Linked DNA regions of Anser cygnoides: regions 1 and 2 are each linked to region 3. The links are chromatin contacts, called in public Hi-C maps. All regions are on one chromosome and are shown on one strand. The core of a region is the stretch at or near the end of the contact, and the rest is flanking DNA. Distances in the headings are between cores, read along the strand shown.

The links. A called contact is a pair of places that touch in the nucleus more often than the background predicts.
Region 1: a Hi-C map of liver shows a contact between it and region 3, with 9 times the contacts expected there. The contact joins the promoter of SMIM14 here to the promoter of PDS5A in region 3. A contact is called at or near these places in 3 of 7 Hi-C or Micro-C datasets (granulosa cells and liver).
Region 2: a contact with region 3 is called in a Hi-C map of liver, with 3 times the contacts expected there. The contact joins the promoter of RPL9 here to the promoter of PDS5A in region 3. A contact is called at or near these places in 3 of 7 Hi-C or Micro-C datasets (granulosa cells and liver).

Annotation. Positions count from the first base shown.
Region 1 is chr4:24,321,925-24,326,171 of Taihu_goose_T2T_genome, reverse strand. SMIM14 (small integral membrane protein 14) reads left to right here and starts at 2,525. Exons shown (of 6, transcript XM_066995764.1): 1 at 2,525-2,577; 2 at 2,694-2,774. UBE2K (ubiquitin conjugating enzyme E2 K) reads right to left here and starts at 1,907. Exons shown (of 7, transcript XM_048072849.2): 1 at 1,759-1,907. The coding sequence starts at 1,821.
Region 2 is chr4:24,235,654-24,239,877 of Taihu_goose_T2T_genome, reverse strand. It overlaps RPL9 (ribosomal protein L9), which reads left to right and starts at 2,023. Exons shown (of 8, transcript XM_048072872.2): 1 at 2,023-2,122; 2 at 2,464-2,510; 3 at 2,586-2,701; 4 at 3,526-3,621; 5 at 3,937-4,069. The coding sequence starts at 2,465. It overlaps LIAS (lipoic acid synthetase), which reads right to left and starts at 2,006. Exons shown (of 11, transcript XM_013185935.3): 1 at 1,852-2,006; 2 at 1,540-1,712; 3 at 772-865; 4 at 1-62. The coding sequence starts at 1,938.
Region 3 is chr4:24,454,593-24,458,618 of Taihu_goose_T2T_genome, reverse strand. PDS5A (PDS5 cohesin associated factor A) reads left to right here and starts at 2,335. Exons shown (of 34, transcript XM_048072987.2): 1 at 2,335-2,544; 2 at 3,370-3,540. The coding sequence starts at 2,518. LOC106039128 (a long non-coding RNA gene) reads right to left here and starts at 2,152. Exons shown (of 6, transcript XR_007166619.2): 1 at 878-2,152.

The sequences.
Region 1 (4,247 bases), core at 1,276-3,775, 130 kb after region 3:
CAAACATTCACAATAAAATTCTGTTGTCTAAACTTTTAAGCATCGATGAATGCCCAAATTCCATATTCAAGATACAGGCAGTATATATCCTGTAATCAGCAATTCTATATATCCACTACTATACCAACATAACACTCATATGCAGCTTGCTAGTGGCAGGGAAATACCAAACTCTCATGTTTTAATTTTAAAACTTCGTAATTTATTTCATAACTTATTATTGGGGTCTTATTTGTGGGAAGTTTTGCTCAGTTTAAATAATACTATGAAATGGTCTTTATTTCCAGCCTTCTATGCTGAGTTCGTCACTGCATAGACTGAAACAGGAATAGAGAAAAAACGTGCTTCACTGGATCCAACCTCTCGAGTAAGAAAATTTGGCATGGATTCCCCTTCCCCCCCTGAACTGGAGAACGTTTTTTTTGTTTGTTTTCCCTGCATCAAGCAAAGGGAAGGCATCTTAAAGCTGTTGTACAGCACTTTCAAATAAAGTCTTCTTTGTTCCCACAATATGAGCTGTTATATGTGGTACCAGGTCTAGTCTTTGTAGCTTTGGTATGAAGATACCCACCTAGAAATTTCTCTTAGCTTACAGGCAATCCTGTAGTCAGTGTGCAAGAACTTGGTGACAACAGCCTGGGCTCTAAAGGCAGCTGTAAAACAAGGCCCTTACGTTTTTCTAGGGGCTAGTTCAAGCTGCATAGCAACAATACTGTTAGCACTCTAGATTTTAAAGCACATCACCTACTGCTACCCTAAACGCTATTTCCTTAAACCATCACTATCTTCAGAAACATATCCTCTCAGCTTGTGCTCTGTGAATGTGTCCAGATTTCTAAAACACCAGCAGCAGGAGTTACAGGCTCACATTAACATTTCACAAGCATCTAACCTGCAACATCATCCCAAGTAGGACGACAATGACGACACAACTATTAAATCCTATCTGGCTGACGTCCACCAACTCAGCCCCAGACACAGCAGAAGCTGTACTGATGCAACACTGCTAGAGCTGCCGTGTATGGCCCCAAACAGCTCCAAAACTTCTCTGATGCCCCCTGAAAGCAGCCAGCTTGTCTTACCGACCACCGCACGCCCCTCAGGTACACACCATTCCAGAAACATTCTGCTGAGCAAGACAGGAAGGCTAGGTAGCAAGACAGAAACGAGTGAGGTTTTAAAATCCATCCACCTGAAGGTGAGAACCTACACTGGGGTAATGGAAGTTCTGCATTGAAGCACCCTACGTAAAGGGGGATTTACCTGCAAGAAACGCAAAAGGATAATGTAAAAGACACGCTGCCCGGCCTCAGCCCTGCGGGGCGAGCTGGAGGGAGCTGTGAGGTGTTACCTCCCCCTGCCCCAGCCCCAGCACCCCCCGGCCCACCCCGAGCCGCCTCTCCCCGGCGGGCAGGGCCTCGGCTGCGGGGGCGAGGGCCGGGGGCGGCGGGGCAGGCCCAGCAGCGGCCGCCCCTCTCCGGGGGCTTTCCCCACACCTTCCCGTTCCCCCCCCCTCCGCCCCCGGGAGGAAGGGCCCGGCGGGTGCCGTCTCCCCGGGCCTCGCCCTTCCCCTCCCCGGGGCCGCGGGCCGGGCCCACCCCCGGCGGCGGGGAGGAGGAGGTGGGGCCGGGGGGGACCGGCGGGGCCGCCGCCGCCGCCGCCGCCTCCCCCCCGCAGCCGGGGGAGGAGGAGGAGGGTGGCGGCGGCGGTCCGTAAGGGGGGGGGGGGGGGGGGGGGACAACGGGGAGAGGCTCTGACCTCCTCGCTCTTCAGCACCTCCTTGAACTCCCGCTTGATCCTCTGCACCGCGATGTTGGCCATCTCCGCAGCGGGCACCCCTCCACCGCCGCCACCGAGCCGGGCCCAGCGAGCTCCGCCGCCGCCGCCGCTCCCGCTGGATAACTCCCGGCCCCACCAAAATGGCGGCGGCGCCGAGCATGCGCGCTGCGGAGCCCGGCTCCGCCGCCGCCGCCGCTCAGGAGGGGCCGCCGGGTGAGCGGAGCCGAGCCCAGCCCGCACCGGGGGGCGTCGAGGCCCCGGCCGCCTCCCGGGGGGTTCCTCCGCCGAGCGGAGGCTGCTGTCGCTTCCCTCCCCGCAAGGCCTGAGGGTGCGCCCCGGGTAGGCGGCTGCCTGCCGCTCGCCCTGTCACGGAGCGGGCTGGGCAGCGAGGAGCCCGCCCGCCGCAGGCATCGGGGCCTCCCCGGCGGTGCGGGGAAGGGGGGCCCTGAGGCGAAAAGCAGCGGCCCCCGGGGGCACAAGGTGGCAGGGAGCGGCCTGAGGTGTCCCCGAGCAAACCCCTGGCTGCCAAGCCTCCTGGTCCAGTCCCCGAGCAAAACCCAGCAGAGAGGGCTCATCCCATGCCCTGAGAATCTGTTTGACCTGTCCATACAGCAGGTCCCATCTATTTTTTCCCCCAAATAAATAAATAAATATATAAAAATTGAAAAAAATTCTCGCTTGAAAAAGCCACAGTACCCATCGTCTCTCTCTCCCAGCCCAGCTCCTCGCCTTGGGTGCGCTGATGTCTCCTCACACAGCACACGGGGAACCCATGGGCCACAGCAGGCCCTGGAGCAGGTAACGGGGAGGCAGCACAAGTAACTCTTTTTATGGATTCTGCTACAAGATTTTAAAAGCAGATTAAAAGGTGAACATGTCGGTCCTGTCTAATGGACTGTTATATTTTATTGCAGAACCAAACGCTGCAAGCCACAGATGTTACTCTGTCTGGAAAACAGGAGCAGGATACCAGTAACCATCCCTGCCGGTCTAAGGTGCGCAAAATATGGTATGGTACCGAGCAGCGTAGATAGATTTTCAGAAGGGAACGTGAGATTGCATTTACAGCTTGTTTATTCAGGAGCTAGAGGCCTTTCAAGACACTGAGGTCTATAGAAAGATTCTGTAGTGCCTGCTCTTTCTATACAGTGCAGGACAATATACAGCATAGACATTTGTCTCAACAAAGTCCATTTCCATTCTCTTAGAACAGATTGTAGTGGCTTCCAATTGGGATTGTCTGCCTCTAGTCTGGCTGTCATCTTTAAGTGCTATCTGTTTATCTCCATCAGTATATGTAGCATTTTGACCATTACATACACATTAAAGAAAGTATGGGCTGAACAGATTAAAAAAAATAATCTGGCAGCTATAATACAGATGTATATTGTTATTTTTCTATGTGTATTTACTTTTCCCTAGTGATTTGACTGGAAAAAGCCCATTTTCCTGCTACAATGTCGTACCATGTGCATCTGTTCACCAAATTAGCTCTTCTTCAGATCAAAGCTTGTTTTTAACGCAATATACAATGCAGTCTCTCAGCTGAGGTTTTTCAGAATCTTTCTGAAAAGGACAATTTTGCAGTAGGCCTTATTTCTTTTTAATGACTTCCAGTGTGATCTTGGGCCTTCATCTTCAGAGTAATTTAGACATACAGGTCCTGATGATGTGCTTAAGTTCCTTTTGAGGAGGTAGGCCATGATTTCTCTGTGCCTTAGGTTCTCACCTGTAAGGTAAGGGTAATAAGCTACGCAGAGCTTTTGGATGAAAGTTTGGTTTATGGTGTGCTGAGCTCCTATGGACAAAAAATAAAAGGGCAGTACATAAAATCTGCAGGTTAAATGCCTCGTGTCTTTTCAGACAGCTCATAGTAGTAAAAAAGCTGAGCTTTTAATATTCAGATTTTGCTCAGAATGGAGTGGAAAACATGACCTGTATCAAGTGTCAGAATCCTTTGTGTTCCTATGAGTGTGTTTGTATGTTATAGGTAGTAGACATCCAGTAATGGCCACGGTAAAGGGCAGTGATTTTGCCTGGTTTGTATCTAGGTTCATTCCCATGTGCTCATTTGGATTACAAATGTCAGAGTCTGTTACTGCAAAAAGCAAATCAAATTAATATGAATTACCATATCTCTTTTCCTTACTATAACCCACTCCTTTACTTTGTCCTTAAATAGGCATTTTTTCTTATCTTGCAACTGTTTCATATTCACCATATACTTTTCCAGCTCCCCTTTTCAGTTGTCCTTTTTCTTTTAATTTTTTTTGGTAAAAAATAGAGAATATAAAAGGCTTTTTTTTTTTTTTTTTTTTTTTTAGGGGTGGTGGTGGTGTAGAAAGGAGTAGTGGCAAGGTCTCCCAGCATTAAAATATTGCATAAAATCAATACTCTGTAGTCAGCATACTGGGGTTATTGTCATATACCCCCTTTAGGTATGAATGTAGAATACCATAGAATACTAT
Region 2 (4,224 bases), core at 774-3,273, 220 kb after region 3:
GTAGCATATTCGCCACCTCCCCAGCATTCTCCAATGTTGGGACAACGTGCTTCCTCACATACCTGAGGTTAAACAGACAGTCCTGTGATGTGTATTTCAACACTAGCCTACAAACTAAACCTAAGTCCTTCTGCGATAAATGAGATTTAACAGTCACACATTGTTATTGAAGCAGTCAGCAGAATTGCTAGGAAGAAAGTCATTGGTGCATTACATCCATTTCCACTCCTTTCCTCTACCACAACTCCAAAAATTCCTCAGACAAGTAACAGCCTTATTAATTAGCGCAGCGCCATTAATATTTTACATTTACCAATTGCACAAGATTCAATATTCACAAGATCTATGATACATCAAAGCATGATCTTGCTCTGAAAAAAAAAAACAACCCTCCATGCGTACCCACCCCTTTTTATCATCTTGAACATATATTTAATGAAATGGGTATTTCTAAAATTTCTTTTCTTACAAAACAGTTATATAGCTCTGAAACTGTTTCCATTAAAAATAGTCACATGTAGCATCTTCTGACCTCAGTGGTGATGCAAGCAGTAAACTCTAATATTTAAAATCATAGCAGAAAAGCATGAAATTCTCTATAGGATTTTTTTTTCATTAAGGGTAAAATTCACCACAGTCAAAAAGGACCAGCTTTGGGCTTGCAAGACCATGCAAGACATAATTTCTACCTGTCTTCCACAAAAAAATAACTCTGCATCATTAGAAAAATCCCTTATTTCTACAGGAAAATTTGGTTGGTACTAGACTTACCGTGTGAAGATTTAAACTTCTCAAGGTATTCTTTAGTTTATTGTAATTCTTTCCCATGGGAATCTTTGTTTTCAGCCATGGTGGAAGCCGCAGCCTGAAAAAGAAATCAAGCAAACAGGATTAATAAAATTATGATTAATAAAATATTTACACAAGTTTCCATTAATTTCTTAGATCTACATCAACTTGTTACATATCACAATGAGGAAAGGTTCCCTGGATATTGACACAGCTCAGTGACCAATATTAACATCGCTCATAGTCATAACAGACTTCCGTCTTCCATGCTTATTACCATCCCAATATTCAAAAGTAGGAGTTTGTTGTCATTGGAAGGTTTAAAACTGTTAGCAGTGGGATTTAATAGTGCAACAGTGGAGATGGCAGCAATTAATGGCAGTGTAATTTGCACGCCTATCACAAAGTCTGATCAAATTGCTAACTAGAAATGTTTTAAGCATTTTAAAATTTACTCTGCATTAATTTGTTTTTCAATATCGATAATAGTTTTTCACCACTTCACTATACTCACCTCTTTATGTATACTTATAATTCGATACACAAGCACTCAAGTGAGCAAAATACCACGATGTTTTAATGTTTCACCGTGTATTTAAAGTTATTACTGTGTTTTTTCTTCAAAAATCAAATTGGCAAGCACTTTGATAAGATAATTTAAAGACAGCGCACTGTGTGTGTTCTGTAGTTCATACTAAACATGCGAGATACTGCATGGGCGCAACTGCAGCTGCTCGAAATGACCATTACCTTTCGCCTTTCTGGCGTTTTAAATTGCCCGTATACTCAGCCCAGGCACTCTTGTCCGCCAAATCTCCAGAGACAAAGTCCTGTAAGTCCGGTCCGTTTTGGAGAAATTTCTTCTTTTCCTCTGGCAGGGAACCTGATGTCCCGTACCGGTTACACACGTGGCTCCCCGACACCTGAAAATAAACAAGAGATGGCACAGTTTATTGATTTATAAATGTATCGGTTATAAATACCGCCAGTTCACAACCACCCAAGCCCATAACACTAAATACTCCTCAGCAGGCTCCCCCCGGCCGACCGCCGCCCCCTCACCCGTGCGCGGGGCCCCAGCAGCAGCCGCCGGGCGCTGATCACGGCGGTGCCGGTCCCGCAGCGGCCGCCCCGCGGCAGCAGCGACATGGCGGCCGCCCCCCCCAGCCCTTCCCCCGATCGATGCGCTCGGCGCTCGGCTGCCCGCCCCCGTTGGCGCGCGTCGAGCCTCGCTCCCTCCTGCCTGCCTCCCCGTGATGACGTCAGGGGGCCGAGCGGGTATAACTACGTGATGACGTCACGCACCGCCCCTTTCCGCCCCGCGCGCCGCCAGGTGAGGGGGAGCCCGCGGCCGCCATCCGCCCCGCGGCCGCCCCGCATCCGCCGCCATCCGCCGCGGGCGGTCCCCGCAGCGCCCCGCGGGGGGTGCGGGCAGATTCCCGGGGCGGTGCCGGCCGCCATCGCGGCGCTCTGATGGGGCTCTGCGGGCCGGGAGCCGCCCCGATGGCGCCTCCTCCCCCCCCCCCCCCCCCCCGGCGGAGGCCTCACCGCGGCCTAGCCTGGGCTTGTGGGGCGGCGCCCGTAGCTGGGGGGCTTGGGGGGCGTGAGGGGGGGAGGGGGGCGGCGAGGGGCTCGTCTTCGAGGCTCCCAACTCCTTCTGGTTGTCGCCCGTAGGATGAAGACCATTCTCAGCAACCAGACCGTTGACATCCCCGACAAAGGTACGGCTGCGTGCGGAAAGCCCCCCGGGTAGCGGCACCGCGGCCGGCTAACGCGCTTCTGTCTTTGGTTCGCAGTCAGCGTGTTGCTGAAGGGCCGCACCGTCATTGTGAAGGGGCCCCGGGGAACCCTGCGGAGGGATTTTAACCACATCAACGTGGAGCTGTCTCTGCTGGGGAAGAAACACAAGAAGGTGAGTGCTGCACGGTTGGGGTTTATGCTCCTAGGGAGAAGGTGGGGACGCATAACAGGTCTTTCATGCTGCAAGTAAATTATTGAGTGTTTATTTTTGTATTTTCTGAAAGAAAGTGGAGTTGTGGGGCACTGACCCACTCAGCCTCCGTGACAGTCCTGAAGTTCTGTCATGTTTAGGGATGAAGTTGTTGGTTGATTTCCTTCGTAGCTGCAGTTATAACTACCAGGGAAAGGGTTCCCTGTTGTATGCTGTTTTTTGAGCTGGCCTGTTTAAACTAGATAAAATTAATTCTGTGCATTTAAGTTTTCAGAATTGGCAAGTTACATTGGGAGAGCTGGTGTTTTCCAAATAGGTGCATAATATTTTTGTGTAGTCTTAAGGATTTAAGAAAAAACGGGAAGAGTGGGTGATTTCAGTAACTTATTGACAAGCACCTGCTGGATCATAAAAACACTGGCTCCTTATGTAGTGCATCATTAAGAAGCTGATAGATTACATATGGGTGACTGACCCCAGAACAACTGGTGTGCTATTCGGAAGGTTATCGTATTCTTCAGCCAAGGTGTCAGAGCTTTTTTATATCCACTGCCTGTCCTAGTTTCTCTGAACTTTTGTGGGTAATGGGGCAAAAAGAAGATGAAAAACTTTGCATTGGGTGTTGGGACATAAGGCTTGAGCTGGATGGGCATTCAACAGTCATCCAATAATACTTCTACACTTCTAGTAGTTAACTTGAACTTCTCCCTCTTAGTTTGTCACAAAGTTCTTTGGTTTTGGTTTTGAAATGTCCTGAAAGCTTTGTTATTTTTTTCTTAACCCAGCTGCGTGTTGACAAGTGGTGGGGTAACAGGAAGGAGCTGGCAACAGTTCGCACAATTTGCAGCCATGTACAGAACATGATTAAGGGTGTTACGCTGGTAAGTTGTATTTTGATGTAGGAGAACCACGTCGTTTTTGTTGCAATAGCCTTTTACTTCAGTGCAAGCTTTTTTCAGTATTCAAGTTAGTGTGCATGTATGCTTCTTTTTTCTCCCCTTGCTGTCAAACAAGTTCTGCAGGTGGAGAAAAACCTGAACAATAAGCTTCAAATATTTCTTGGGCTTAGCAACTTGTCCTTACTAGGAAACTATCGTCAGTATATTTCATTTTTAAATGTATCCAGTAAGCATTATGCACCTGTGTTTTTTTGGATGTGCTTTTATTTCAGTATCTGACGATGTCCTTTATCCCAGGGCTTTCGTTACAAGATGAGGTCAGTGTACGCTCACTTCCCCATCAACGTAGTTATCCAGGATAACGGCTCACTGGTGGAAATCCGAAACTTCTTGGGAGAGAAGTACATCCGCAGGGTGCGCATGAGGCCAGGTGAGCGCACCTGCAGGTGTTGCACTTAACTGTTTGTGACGGGGTTTCTAAACTGTCTTCTTTAGGCTGCCATGGACAGCAGGAGATGGCAAATGACTGTCAAAGCAGCATTTTCCAGTCTGTCTGAATATATGGAACCTTACAATATGTTTACT
Region 3 (4,026 bases), core at 1,086-3,585:
CAGTTCTGCTCAACAAAGTCTGCTTAGTATCTTCTTGCCTTCATATTTAGGTCATAAAAAAAAATCCAACAAAGGGTCACTTCAAATTTATTTCTTGTACCATTTTTACTTACTAACTTCCATTCTCTCTTTTTCTATTTAAATTGAAGACAGCTCATATAGGTTTTTGATATATACTTTTCCTTTTTAGTAACAGAATAATCTTTTAGGATTTGTTTCTGATTTATTGTGTTAATTCAAAGTATATTAAAAATGAAGTATCTACATCAAATGAAGTGCTCATATTAGTCATTTGAATTGGGAAGCAAAGTACCTAATGTAAGAATGGTAAAGATAAAGAAAAAAACAAGTTCCTTAAAAGTATAATAGTTCTGACAATATGCATTTTCATATGTTATTGACAACAAATAAGGGTTGACAGCTAGTCTGAGTACTTGAGCTCTAAGGCAAATCTAATCTAAACGGCCACTGAAGTTTGAAGTTGGCTTTTTATTATCTATTATTCTTTTCAATCAGTAAAACCTCCTTAAAACTGAATCCTGTATCCCACTCCCACGGCCACTTTTCTATTGTGAGTGTCCCAATCCACTGATCCTTAAGCCTGGCGACAATCCCTTTTTTCTAACCTTGGACTTACAACCAGATCTAAACCCTTTGCCTGGCATCGTTCTAGATTCCCAAATCAGAATCTGGGATCTGCTGTGTATTTCTGGCAACTCTCAGTCGTTTCCACTATCACCCTTCCGAGCTGGTTTCACGTAGGCTACGGACACTCAAGGCTTTCCATTTAACTCCTCCAAGACAACATTGCAAGCAAATAGGGAATACAGGTGCAGAAAAGAAAATTCCTACCCACACGTTATTACACCTGAAGTACCTGAGAGCTCCTCAGTCTTCGTTTTCCTCCCAGCCCTTGTAAACCCGGACACGGACATCCTTCCCACAGGCTGCAGGGCTCATCCCTCCTGCAGGCCAGGCCAGCCCCTCTGCTGCTGCTCCTGTACACTCAGCCAGCTCCTTGTCCCCTTCGGTCACGCTGATCCCAGCTGTCTTCCTCAAATTGCCTCTGCAGAAAATACACTAGAGATGTTCAAAAGTGAGAACAACGATACTTTCAGCTGGTTCGCTTAACCAAGAAATTGGAGACAGGGCGGGCAGCTGGATAAGTACTTGTGTCTATACGTGGACGTGTTACATGAACTGCAGATTCAAAATGGACAGATACATCCTACTTTGCTACTGACCTTCTTTCCAGACATATTCCATCTCTTGTAAAGATGAAAGAATATTACATTACAGAGTCATTTCACAGGGAAAGCCTTCCTGAGGTTACTGGCAAGGGCCCCTTCGATCTGCACCTTCAGATTCCTGCTGAAGATTTATAAGGAAGCCAATGTTTGAGATGCTCATCTGCCAACAGCGAGGGCAAAAAACGTAGATGTCAATGTGTAGATGCAGATTTATCCCCAATCTCTCTGAGGAAGGGCTATTTACCTGCCTTCACGCTGTTGGTGCCACCGTGCACAATTTACCACCAATTTTGTGATATATCACACTGGCTGGGCCTCAACACCATCCGCGGGGTAAGAAGTAAGAGCTGAAAGGGAGACATGGGGTTGAGCAGCGCCTGCAAAACGCCGCCAAAACCACCAACAGCACCACGCACCTTGGTGTGGAGAGCACATACTGTGGGGACAAACATGTCCCAGTCCCCTCTGTGTCCCCCAGTCCTCACACACACCTCACATGGCAAAGGAGGAGACCCCTGAGGGTCGGGGCTTGGCCGGGGGACAGCCCTGAGGGATCTGGGGAGCTCTGAGGGGCTGGGGACAGCCCTGAGGTGCCGGGGTTAACCCTGAGGGGTCGTGGTTAACCCTGAGGAGCCAGGGGTAGCCCTGAGGACTTCGGGGAGCACTGAGGGGCTGGAGCCAGCCCCGAGGGGCCAGGGGAAGCCCTGAGGGACTGCGGGGAGCTCTGAGGGCTTCAGGCAGCCCCGAGGGGTCGCGGGGAGCCCTGAGGGGCCGCTCCGGGGCTTTTGGCGCCAAGCGTGAGGCAGCGCTGCGGCGGCCGTGCCCGGTACTGCCCGCCGCCGCCCTGCGGGAGGCTCGGTGGGGGGACGCCGCTCTCTGGCCGGTTTCCCCCGCTGCCCTGCGGCCGGGGCCGTGCCGTTCCGTGCCGGGCCAGGCTTGGGGAGGGGGTGATCCTGCCTAGGGCTGCGGGAGGAGGGAGGGGAGGCCGGGGGAGGGGGCGGCGCGGAGCCTCCTCCCGGCTGCCCTTCCCCGGCCGGTCGGAGAGCGGCACTGTGGCCCCGCGGCGCACGCTCCGCCGGAGCCTCCCCGTCTCCCCCTGCCTCCGCCGCCAGCAGCAGCAGCAGCGAGCAGCTCCCCCTCCCCCGTCCCCGAGCAGGAGCCGCCGCACCGCGGAGCAGGGAGGCGGCGAGGAGCGCAGGGCAGCGGCCGGCGGCGGGGGGGCGGCGGCGGCGGAGTGGCGAGAAGCAGCCGGTGCGGAGCCTGCTCAATGCTGCACCTTCCGGAGCTGCATGAGGTAAAGGCGGCTCCGGGTCCCGCTCCCCTCCTTCCTCCTCCTCCTCCTCCTCCCCCCCCCCCCCCCCCCTCCTCCTCCTCCTCCGCCCCGAGGGGGGCCGGGGGTGCGCGGGGCCCGGGCCCTGGGGGGGTCTTTGTGGGCCCCGCTGGGGTGAGGGGCGGCGGGGCGCCGAGGGGCGGCGGCGGGGCGGCGAGGAGGGGCCGGGGGGCCGGGGGGGGGGCCATGAAGTTGCGGGAACAAACGGAAAGTGGCCAGCGGCCTGGCCCCCTCCCCGGGAGGGGTCCGTGGGGCTCGGGGGGGGCCGCCGGGGGGGTTTTGTTTGCGATCGCCGCCGCCTCCCTGCCTCCCTCCCCGCCTCCCTCCCCCTCCGCCGTTGGTTTCTCTGCCTCCTGATAGTTTTGAGGCCTAACCGCTTAGGCCTCGGCTCCCGGCGGCGGGGGGCCGGCTCCGAAGCCCTCCCCTCGGGGCCGGGGCTGGTCCCCCCCCGGTCCCTCCCCTCCGGGGCTCGCAGCGGGCCCCCGGGGCCGGGGCATCCTCGGATGGGGGCCGAAATTTCATTGTAAAAGCGTCGGCTCCGAAGTGAGAGCGTCGGGCTGGAGCAGCCCCGCGATGAAAGGAGGCGCCGGAGGGGAACCGAGGGGCCGGGGCGGCGGGGGGAGGCGGCGGCCCGGCCCCGGCGCTGCCCGGGCTGGCGGGGGGCGGCGGCGGGGGGCTCGGCCGGCGCGGCGGGGAGCGGGGCCTTGTGCGAATTGAGGGTTAGAAATGGGAAAAAGAGGGTTAGAAAGTCGTTCCCAATCCGCTGAACTTTTGTTTTCTGACCGATAGAGGCCGGTAGAGGACTGCGCAGAGGGAAAGTTTATAAGCGGCGGCGCCAGGATGGACTTCCCTGCTACCCAGCCGAAACCTGCCGCCGACGGTAAAATCATCTACTACCCTCCCGGGGTGAAGGAGATCACGGACAAAATTACCAACGATGAGGTGGTTAAACGGTTAAAGGTGAGTAATCGCGGCTCCTCTGCCCCGCAACTCTCCTTTCTCAAAGGAAACGTTTCCTCGCGGGAGAGGAGGACTGCCAGGGGTTTCTTGCCGCGGCTGAAATGTCCGCTCCTTGCCTACAGACCCTTGTAGGAATGCTGCTCCCTTGCTTCTCCTTAATGAGGAGGAATCCTTTTTTGTAATTTGTGACTGTACCCTTGTGTTCACTCAAAGCCGGAGTCGATGCAGTCAATTTGTGTGTGAAATACATCCGCGGTGTTGGAGACAGGTCTGAAGTGAAATCCTAAGTAACAATTGCGGGATATATTACCAAAAATACTCGCTGTCAAGCTAGAAGATGTCTGTGGGTTCCAGCAGAGCAAGATGTAGAGGGGTGGGGGAAAAAACTCGATCTAGTGTAGGGTGTTCTTGACCAAAAAGCTAGCCGTGTTTACAGAAAACGAAGGTGAATTTCTGGAATTTGTAGGTGGAATTTCGAAATTGTTT